Regions from separate parts of the Mus musculus genome. Here region 1 is linked to region 2. The links are chromatin contacts, called in public Hi-C maps. All regions are on one chromosome and are shown on one strand. Each heading gives the region's core, a stretch centred on a gene start, on an enhancer-like site or on the middle of the called end of the contact. The rest is flanking DNA. Distances are from core to core; before and after follow the strand shown.

Region 1 (5,667 bases), core at 1,750-4,249, 120 kb before region 2:
TGTCAGTGTCTCTAGCCATGAAGACCAATAGTTTAAGTTGGAACTGGAAAGTCAGATTTCCTAAGTTCTGATTGTGTGTGTGTGTGTGTGTGTGTGTGTGTGTGTGTGTGTGTGTGTGTGTCTGTGTCTGTGTCTGTGTCTGTGTCTGTGTGTCTGTGTGTCTGTGTGTCTGTGTGTGTCTGTGTCTGTGTGTCTGTGTGTCTCTCTGTATGTGTGGTTTATTTGTATGTGTACATGCATACACATACATGTGTAAACCTGAAGTCGACATCATGTATCTTCCTTGATCACATTCCACCTTTCCTTTTGAGATAATTTCTCACTGAACATGAAACTCCTGGATGCAGCTTGTCTAGCCAGCAAGCCCCAAGGAACGTCTTCTCTCAGTCCCGTGACCACCCACGGACCAGCACCGGGATGAAATGTTTGAACCGCACATGCAGCTGCTGTATGTGGGTGTTTGGGATCTAAACCCAGGTCTTCAAAGGCTTGCACAATACACCCTCCATTGGCTGAACCATCTCCCTGTCTCCCCGATCCTTGATCTACCATTTTCTATGTGAGTTTGTACAAGTCAAACTTTACAGACATAAATACCTAATCTACAGATGAAAGGAAAGAAAGTATGGGCATGAAAAACCAAGGACAGAGGAAGACGATAGAAGTGTCTGCCGTAGATGTTAGCATTGTCTGCAACAGTCTATCTGATCTATTCACCTACTAACTGTTATCTAGGAGTACTAATTTTAGTGTGAGTTAGTTTATCACATTCCTTCAGAAGTACCATTGTAGAAGTTGGGTCCTATGCCAGAGTACAGGAAGCCTAACCTCTATGCTGTTCAGAGGAAAACACCGAAGCTCACTGACCTGCCAGTGAACCTCTGCTTCTTCAGTGGTCTAACAGACCGGCACCTGCATCCAAATTCAATTTAACACCCTCTCTACACCATCATACTTTTACCTGTAAGGAATACAAAGAAAAACACGTGGAAGCAAACGTCGCTGGGTACTCAAGCAGCCAGAGGATTATTTACAACACTTCGCTTAGAATTGTGTTGAGTTTGACCACAGCTAGAGGGTTTCCTGAGGTGCAGGGTTTTCAGCTTCAAAACCAAGACAGTACCAAAGACAGAGGACAATTGGTCCACATCTTGGTCCCTGCTGTGCTGCTGGAGTATAATGACCCAGACCAGGTAAATTACAAAGTGAAGAGCTATATAGTCATAGTTCTGGAGGGTGGGAATCCCCACAACGAGGTACCACAGTCACAATTGTCCAAGTCAGGGCTGTTCTGCATTTCCAAGATAGTGGTGTCTTGCTGTAGCATCCTCCTAAAAGAACACATGCATGCACACACACACATACATACACACACATACACGTGCACGCACACACACATGTACACATGTACGCACTAAAAATAAATGAATACATGTAACTTTAAAATATAAAAACAATAGCAAATAGCTATAAGCAGAGAGTAGGCTTGACCTAGTTTGCATCCCCTAGGTTCGGGAACAGGAATGAAGCCAGAGCTCCCCACTGGTGTCAGGAAAGCCACTGCATTGCTACTACAAGACAAGGACTAGCCCTGGGATAGCATCTCTGAGTTACAAGGAATGGATAGATAAACTGAAGAATGCATAGTTACACTATTAGGAAAGAAGGGAGTGAGCCCCAAAGATGGAATAGTTCCTGAGGCAGACGCTGGAAGAACAAAAGAAAGAGTGCGGAAAGCTAATGGTTTTTAGAAAAATCAAAAGATTTCTGGGCCATCAGTGAGCTAGAGCAGTATGGAAGGACAGAGCAAAATTCAGGGCCCAAGAACTTGCTGTGTAGAAAGAGTAATCACTGTCTCTCAATTACTGGTTCCTACCCCCATACCACCAGCCCCCCACAATCTATTACTTCATTAACCTGGCTAAAGAAGTACCTTCCTGCAACACATTGTGTAATGTCATCTATCACCAATATGTCAAATCTGTGTGTATAGAAGCTTTCGGCTCCCTTTTTTGTTTTCTTTTGTTTTGTTGTTGTTGTTGGAGGTTTTTTGTTGTTTTTCGAGACAGGGTTTCTCTGTGTAGCCCTGGCTGTCCTGGAACTCACTCTGTAGACCAGGCTGGCCTCAAACTCAGAAATCCGCCTGTCTCTGCCTCCCGAGTGCTGGGATTAAAGGCGTGTGCCACCACTGCCCGGCTTCAGTTCCCTTTTTAGTGACAATAGTTTATTAAATTAAATTTGATGGTGAGAGATGCTAACTGTGCCCAGTTTTAATTCCTTCCTGGAAGGTTTTCACTTCAACCACAATCTTCCTCAGGTCAACTGTGAACAAAACACAGCTCCTCTCTGGACCTGAGACTCTGTCCTTTTTTTTTTTTTTTTTTTTTTTTTTTTTTTTTTTATTCTCTCTGACAACACATTAACGCAGGGATTCTGCACCTACAGACTACAGCACTGAGGTTCTGAGCAGTTTTAGACTATTCAGAGGACTCATCACCTGTGACAGACCCAAGGCAAGATGAACCAGACCGGTGCCTCCAAGCTCCCACAAGTTGGCTTCAGACTCAAGCGCGCAACTTGCCAAGATTAACCAGAACGACTCTCTGAGAACTGCGTACACAGTCCGAGAACTACATACACAGAAAGGCTCGGAGAAGTTCCCACTCCCCTGGTCCTTATCCAATAGCTTTTCAGCTGTTTCAGTTGCTAAGTCATGCGCAAGTTATTGAACCTGAAAGGAGACCCACGTGCTCCCGTGATAAAGTCTGGCATGGAGGCTGGGAACTCCCTCTGCAGGCTGCGGGATGGATGGTTCTGCACGGAATTGGCTTGCACAGAGTGCGGTCGTTTACTCTCATCCTCACCCGGGGATGCTTTTTCTTATCTGTATCTGTTGCCTCTCTCGCTGCTTACCAAAGTGTGTTCAGTAGGGCCGTGTGTGCAAACGAGCAGAAGATGAAATCCGCTTGAGAAAAATCCATCTTTCCGCGTTTTGGGCGATACACTTTCATTGTGTCACCTTGTGGCCAGAGAGTGATAGATAAAGATGCCAGAAGCCCTCTACTAGGTGCCAAATATCTGTGTGCATGGCCTCTCTCTGTGTGTGTGTGTGTGTGTGTGTGTGTGTGTGTGTGTGTGTGTGTGTGATGCGTGCCTGTGCATTTTTAGGAGAGAATCTAATTGGTACCTGGATTCATTAAAATCTGATGGGATGAGGCATCGATGGGCGTCTGTGATCTGGGATAGAGTCAAACGCATACAACCCAAAACGTCAGTCCCTGCATGGAGGCAGAAGCAGGTTTCCTCTTTGGAAGGCAATTAAGAGGACAGGAGCTTGCAGCCCTAATCCAAACAAGACTGTGGCTTTATAGAAAAAGAAAAGAGAGACTTAAGTTCAATAATTTGCCTCCCAAGTGATTCCCCATGCCTCCCAGGAAATGGTGTGAGCTAGGGTAGGCAAAGGCCAGAAAGCCCACAGGTCAGGTCCATTCAGATCAGAGCAAAAGGACGTAAGGGTTCCTATCCTGGGTCACACTTCACCTAGAAAAGACACTTAGGGGTAGTGAGAGTTAACCCAATAAGTAAATGGATATTTTTGATGAAAACTAAGATCTCTCTCTCTCTCTCTCTCTCTCTCTCTCTCTCTCTCTCTCTCTCTCTCTCATTTCTTTAAATGGGTATGAGAGTTTTTCCTTCACGTGTGTCTACGCAACACTAGTTTCTGTGGAGGCCAGAAGACGGTGTCAGATTCCCCATAAGTAGAGACATCTCAGCCTCTTTTTGGAACTGTCTGGATCTTAATGAGTTTCCCCCAGGATAGAATGATTCAGTTTTAAGGAAATTGCTATATAACACTTCAATTAGTTAACTGGAGGAGGTTCAGGGAAGAAACCCCTGTGCGTGATGAAAAAAAAAAAAGGCAACTGGGTGACACCTCCCATAAGTGGGTGACACCTCCGGTAGCCACTGACTCAAGATACCTAACATCATGCTTTCAATAATCCATCCCTACCTCAGCTCACTGACATTTAATCGCCATTGGGAAGTATTTTTTTAAAAAGGGATGAAAATTAAATCTGACTATATTTGAAGGTATAATTAGAATTTTGGGGGGTAATTGAGATTAACCCAGGGCAGAAGGAGGGAGCTCTAATCCAAAGAAGATGGTGGCTTAGAAAAGAGAGATAGAAGAGACTTATGCTCAATGTTGTGCCTCCCAAGGGATCTCCCATGCCACCCAGGAAATCAGTAGATGAGGCTTGCACGAAGAAGTACCTCACAGGATGTTAGCCTTGAACTTCTTAACCTATAGAACTGTCAAATAAACCTTTATTCTTTATAAAGTACTCAGTCTGTGGCAATGTGTTAGGGCAACAGAAAGTGAAGTAAGTAATCAGGCCTTCTTTTTCTCTTTGCTTGTGCTCACCCTCCTGACTTAACAGTGTGCCAGTAAACATATGGACGATGCTAAAGATAACCAGCACCGACAATTTCCACCGCTACCTTCAAATATTGCCGTTCACAGTTGCTAGGGCCTGGGACCACTGTCTGCGGATGGCTGAGGGGATGGCCAACTGTTTGGGTTCTGTTTACCACGCTTTGGATGAGTCAGAGAGTCATGCATTATTCATCAGCTTCAGGCTAGAAGTAAGATTCCTGTATAAACTCTGCTCATTGGACATTCCAATCCAGAAACAAAGAGCAGCACAGGGGGCTCACCTTGTGATCTCAGCCGTGTGAGCAAATGCTCAGATGACTAGAAACAGAAGCAGGACATTACATCAGGGTCCTGCCAGGTGTCGTATAACTTGATAACGAGCATAGTGGTAGATGTATTTAAAAAGCAGAAATAATGCACAAAGCCCATGAAAGGTCAGTCCAATAATCCTTAAGTAGAACAAGTATAAAGGAGAGCAAAAAGGGAGTTAGAGAATTTCAACAAAATTATGAAACAGTAAAAGGTTCTCTTAAAGCCCCAACATCCTATTCACTCCTTCTTTCCTTCTTTACTCTTAAATAGCAATCCGACCACTCTGTGCCTAGACTAAATTATCTTGCTCTCTAAACTTGTTATCAACCTACCGCCTCAGTCCATGCACATATGTCTAGCAGCAACTAACACTCCCAAGGCATTGTTCTTGAACTGGGTCAATATCTGAGTTAAGGGATTACAATTTGTCACGGACATCTGTCTTTTGCAATTATTGAAAACTCATTTTTATACCTCATACTAAGATGCGTCGCAGCATATAAAAGAAAGTAACATATTGCTAAGATTAGGTTTATATGTTAACGTGATTGGACCCCCCCCCCCCGCCCCAAGGGACTCAGACACTTGGTTAAACATTATTCTGAGTCTGTTGGTTGAGAGTATTTCTGGATGAGGTTACTATTTTGGTTGGTAGCCTGAGTTATGTCCCTGTTCAGCGTGGATGGGCTCTATCTAAATTGCTGAAGGAAATAAAAATAATAGGCTGGCCTTGAACTCCTGATTCTTTTGCCTCAGCTTCCCAAATTCTTAGGATTAGTTAAAAAAAAAAAACTCAGTAAAAAATCTTCCTTATTACCCAAATTATCTTCAAACTGAGCACTTGCTCTCATACTCAGGTATGACTGCACATGACTGGCTAAGTCTCCAACCTGCCAACTACAGATCTTTGAAGATCT
Region 2 (5,108 bases), core at 2,155-4,654:
GTCCCCTGTGCTTCTATGCTTCTGGTTGTTTTTTGTTTTTCTATGGCTGTATACTGTATGGCAAGCATATACCACCTTATTACCCCCACCTTCCCTTTTCTTGCCCCTCCCCTTCCTAATCCTCTACTTTCCCCTAGACAACTTCACTTCCACTTTCATTTAATAAATACACACGATTTTCTGTGACTATATATAATGCAGGAACTACAAACAAGAGAACATATACTGTCTGCCTGAGACTGGCTTTCTGTCTCCAGTTTATCTATTTTCCCCACAAATGACATTAACTTCAGTCTTCATTATGGCTGAAACCAATTCAATTGTGTATATAGGCTACATTTTCCTTACCCATTTCTCTCTTGATGGACAGGTGCCATAACTTAGCTATTGTGAATCGCGCTGCAATAATCAATAAAAATAAAGTGTGGAGCCATCTCTGTGATTATGCTAATTTGGAATCTTTGGGTCACATGGTAGATCTACGTCTAGATTCTTGAGAAACCTCCGTACCAATTTTGAGAGGTTGGACTACGCTTACATTCCCACAGCACACAAGGGCCAGTACGTGCTGTTTCTTTTCTTGCTGACTGACATCTGACTGGGGTAAGATGGAATCTCCGAGTAGTTTGGACTTGCACTTTGGTGAAGGCGGCCATTTTCTCTTCCATGTTTATTGGCTATCTGTATTTCTTTGGTCTGTTCATTTCTTTCTTTTTTTTTTAAGATTTATTTATTATTATATCTAAGTACCCTATAGTTGTCTTCAGACACACCAGAAGAGGGCGTCAGATCTCATTACGGATGGTTGTGAGCCACCATGTGGATGCTGGGATTTGAACTCAGGACCTTTAGAAGAGCAGTCGGTGCTCTTAACCACTGAGCCATCTTTCCAGCTCGGTCTGTTCATTTCTTAAGCCATGTATTGACTGGGTTGTTTGTGACGTCACACACTGCTGGGTGGCAGGTGCTTTGGCTTTTCTTTTCTGTGTTCTTTTACCACCAGCATCGCATATCTATTGCTTAAGTCATTTCAGATCAATTTAATTAAAAAAAAAGCATCACACAGATTATGTATGGTTTATTGTAAGAAGAAAGAGAATATGGTGGAATATGTTATAGAAACAGAACAGACTGGTAGAGCAGACTGGACCTAGCCTTTGCTATTAAGCAGCCTCTGTAAAAGCTGAGCTTTCTTATGTGACCTTGAGTAGCTTAATTAGCCTGGGATGTTATAAAAAGGAGATAATACGCTCTCAGCTATCAGGCTGCTCTGTGAATTAAATGAGATAATATGTGGAAAGTTCTTGGCTCCTCGTAAGCACTCAGTACTGGAAGATACTGTTTCTTTCATGTTGTGAACTTCCACTCACCATATTAATCTACTGATAAGGTGACCGCCTCTACACAAGCAACAGTCAATCTAAGAGTGAAACCCAGACGGTTTCTAAGAATGTTTCTAATCACAGAAGCGGGAAGTCCTTTCTCTTATTCAAAGCAAGTGTCTGATCATGAGTATTAACTTGTAGGGAAGTAGAGGCCAGGTAGATTGGGGGAAGGGTAAGAGAGCACTGTATTTACCAGTATGGGTAGATCCCCAAAGGAACAAATTATTTTCATTCCTTGTGAGCAGTTAATTACAAAAGACCTTTTTATTTATGGCCTAACCCATGTGGCAAATCGAGCCCTTACAAGAAAATCTGTCTCTCTGGGGAAAAAAAAAAAGGAGAAGAAGTAGTTAAGCCTTGCCAAAATGGAACAAACAAAACTTGAAAGCCTGTTCCAACCCCACTGAAATGTCTTTTCCCTTTGAAAGAAGCCTATTAGTGATGCAAACACTCGGTTATCTGCAGAGATGATAATCCCAGCAAACAAAACAGTGAAACCATTAGAACTTTCTGGTGCAAGCCGAATGGCTTTCAGTCCTGGAAACTTGGCTTTTTTTTTTTTTTTTTTTTTTTAAAGCACAAAAGGGCAGAGAAAGCAAGCAGAGCAGGTCCTGCTTTGAGAGACTTCCATTTCCTTATCTGAATCCAGAATTATCTGCCTGTTTAGCCTAAAGAAGACAAACAGTTCTCCGCCCACAGCACAGGCAGAAGGCAGGCCTGCTCCTCAGCCCCTGCAAGTGCCTTCCACCGGGAGGAAGCGGGGAAAACCATGCCTCGTCCCGAGGAGCTCAGGATAGCACAGCCTTAAGGTTTATCCTCAATTAATCCTGTGACGTGCACTCCTGGGGCAGAATTGCAACCCTGTCACAATCTGATGCTTTGGGATAACTAAAGTGCTTGGATGACTCCACGTATGGTTTGGAGCACACAATTTGGGAATTTAGTCAATAGGTAAGTTTACTGTAAGTAACATGATAGAAAGGTTTTAAGGTTTGATGAGACCAAGTTTCTGAGAAGGAATTGGACATTAAGGCACATTAGTCTTTAGGTCCCTAAAGAGATTAGAAAAGCATTTTTAAAGCAAAATATCCAACAGAGCGCCAGAGTGGACCTCGCTACAGCTTTTGGAAATGGGTAGTAGTTAAGTTTACTAAGAACTCAACATTGACCCTTCCACTGCCTAAGTCCTTTCTTAGCTAACTTTTAGCAGTCTGGACGTAATGCTGGTTATCTGGATCTTATGCTGGGTGGAGCTCTGGGCAGGTAATGTCGCGGCTACGTAGCTTCCGGATGGTCACGTGTTTACATTTCAGGTGTGGGAATAGATCCCTGTCCAGGCCACACCCTCTGCAACCACCCTCGTCTCAGGGTTGTCAGACAGCTTGCGTAGTCCCCGCCCCGGGCTTTGAAAAATCCAGCCTTCTCCCTGGACAGAGGTCAATCACGGCTTTGGTTCTGCACTGCTTCCCGCCCACTCCCTCCACGGATTTCTCCCCGCCCCTTGTTCTCTCTGCACCCCTGTCAAGCCAACCCCAAGAGCCCAAGTGTCACTGTCCCCCGAGGGTCTTTCTCACCTTTCTGATGGGGACCTCCTCCCCTAAACCTAGAAGAAAGGGTCGGGGCTCTCGGATGTACTTGCTCTTAGAAAGTTGGGGAATACCGTCTTGTGCGTGGCAACTACTACCTGCTGGGGCTGGGGCTGGGACCACAAGCAGCGAGTCCAACTTTGTTACCCGGAGTCTGGCGCGTCCGGCGTGTCCCGACCGGGCGCGCGAGCCGGGGGCGCGCAGGGCCCGCCGGGAGCGCGCGGCCTCCGGGATGGCGGCTGCGCAGTGGCGAGCGGGGCCGGGAACCGGAGGGAGGGCGTGCGGGCGGGCGGAGCGGAGCGGCGGGCGGAAGCCATGTTGGAACTGCACCCCGAGCGAGGGGCTGCGGGCGCGCTCCTCTCCTGGTGGGTGTGACCCGGCTCGGCGCGGCGGCGGGGGGCGGGGACGCCGGGCGGCTCGTCGTGGTCGGCGGCGGCCGCGGCGTGCAGCCGGGCGATTGTGACCGGCGGCGGAGCCGGGCCGGCCGCGGGCGCTCCCTCCGTGCGGCCCCCGTGAGCGCCCCCCCTCCCCGGGCCGGGAGGGAGGTGGGGGGCACCCGGGGCCCGCCATGAACCCGGGCTTCGATCTGTCCCGCCGGAACCCGCAGGAGGACTTCGAGCTGATCCAGCGCATCGGCAGCGGCACCTACGGCGACGTCTACAAGGTGAGGGCAGGGGCGGCCGAGCCGGGGCCTGCGCCGCGGGGGACGGAACAAAGAGGCAGGCGTGGGGACCTCAGCCCTCGGCGTCCTCGCCGGAGCTGTGCCCGGGACGCGCGGGTCTCTGACCCTCCCAGGCTCTCCTGCGTGCAGTCCCGGGAAGGGCTGCGGCCGGAGCCGCTGCGTTCCTGGGAGGGCGGAGCGGGGCTGGGCGCTTGTTGCCTGGGCAGGGTCTGTGTGACGAACCCCGGTGCTGGGGCTTGGCGCTTGACAAACCTACGTGCCTCTCCGGGACCTGGGATCATAGGCCCCGGTGGCTGGGAGCTACTGTCCGCCCGGGCCTGCTGGATCTGTCCTAACGCTGGGCAGCCTCCATCGACAGCTTAGCCTTTAGCCTCTTAACATCTGCCCGTGCTTTAGCCTTTAGCCTCTTAACATCTGCTTGTCAGTTCCTTGTAATTTTCCAAGTAGTCATGTTTTGTAAAAAGAGATGGGTTTTTGGAGGCAAGACAGCAACTTCGAGGTTTTTTTTTTTTCCTCCAAAAAGAATTGGATAATGGGGTTTGTTTTTGTCAGTGACACATAGGAATCAGATATTTTTCCTTTTCTTTTTCTTTCTTGTGTGTGTGTGAGAGTCGAGTATCTAGGAAGAGTATTGGTTTGACAAGGTTAGAATTCAGAGCTCCTTAGCAGGACAGCGTTTCTGTTGCAGAGGGATCGCTTCTAAATGTGGGAGGATAAATCGTTCTTCCCTGGCCAGTAAAACTCTTGGCCTCGCGGAGTCTGCCAAGAAGGGAGGCGGATAGTGCCAAAGGTGGCAGCAGTCTTGATTTAGTTGCCTATCTACTTACATGGTAACTGAAGTTGGGCTCCTGTTTTCCAGAACACCTGAGGATGCCCAGAGTATGACTTGGAAAGTTTAGTTTTCACTTTATTTTTGCCCACGCTAAAGCAATGGGCTTTTTATTCTTGCCTCAATGGAACGCATAAGGTAAGTTAGCCAATACCTCAGGTCTTTTGTGAGTGATCTGCTTGGCTTTTGTGAATGATCACATAGCACCACACTTTCCTCTGTTGACAAAGGTGTGTGGAGCATAACTCCAGTGTATAACTTAGCAGCCACGTGTTGATGAACTAAAGACAGGAATGGACCCAGATTTATTTGAAGTCTTTTTTTTTTTTTTTCCTGGACAAGAACAGCATTAAACAGCAGAGTTTCACTTCATTCCAGTCGTATTCTGTGTAGAGAGGACGTCAAGGGTCTGGCAAAGGTTGCTAGCACAGAACAAGAGGGCTGGGTTTGTCCCCCCTCCAGTCTGGCAGCTTCTAGCCAAGATCTGGAAGATGATAAGGCCTTGCTCAGGGCAATGGTGAGAGGGGACGAAGCCACGTAGAGGGGTCATGATCCGAAGGCCACAGACACCAGTGTGAAGCTGAGAAAGACGGAACCTGAGCAGCCACAGGGATCCTGGATGTGGA

Evidence for each region. A called contact is a pair of places that touch in the nucleus more often than the background predicts.
Region 1: a Hi-C map of brain shows a contact between it and region 2, with 4 times the contacts expected there. The contact joins the enhancer-like site here to the promoter of Map4k3 in region 2. A contact is called at or near these places in 4 of 39 promoter capture datasets (the 3T3-L1 cell line, cranial neural crest, liver and 1 more), 2 of 484 Hi-C or Micro-C datasets (brain and nephron progenitors) and 4 of 115 datasets of contacts at active chromatin or transcription factors (VIP interneurons, bone marrow-derived macrophages, embryonic stem cells and 1 more).

Annotation. Positions count from the first base shown.
Region 1 is chr17:80,844,458-80,850,124 of GRCm38.p6, reverse strand. No RefSeq gene overlaps it. Among named protein-coding and RNA genes, the nearest start is that of Gm33596, 38 kb to the right of the region's middle. Within about 2 kb of position 2,999, at least 19 of the 459 cell types and tissues checked have an H3K27ac peak or open chromatin away from gene starts, as enhancers often do. A contact at or near this core is called in VIP interneurons and brain, where this site is marked.
Region 2 is chr17:80,726,321-80,731,428 of GRCm38.p6, reverse strand. Map4k3 (mitogen-activated protein kinase kinase kinase kinase 3) reads left to right here and starts at 3,404. Exons shown (of 34, transcript NM_001290345.1): 1 at 3,404-3,635. The coding sequence starts at 3,540. It also overlaps the pseudogene Gm9959.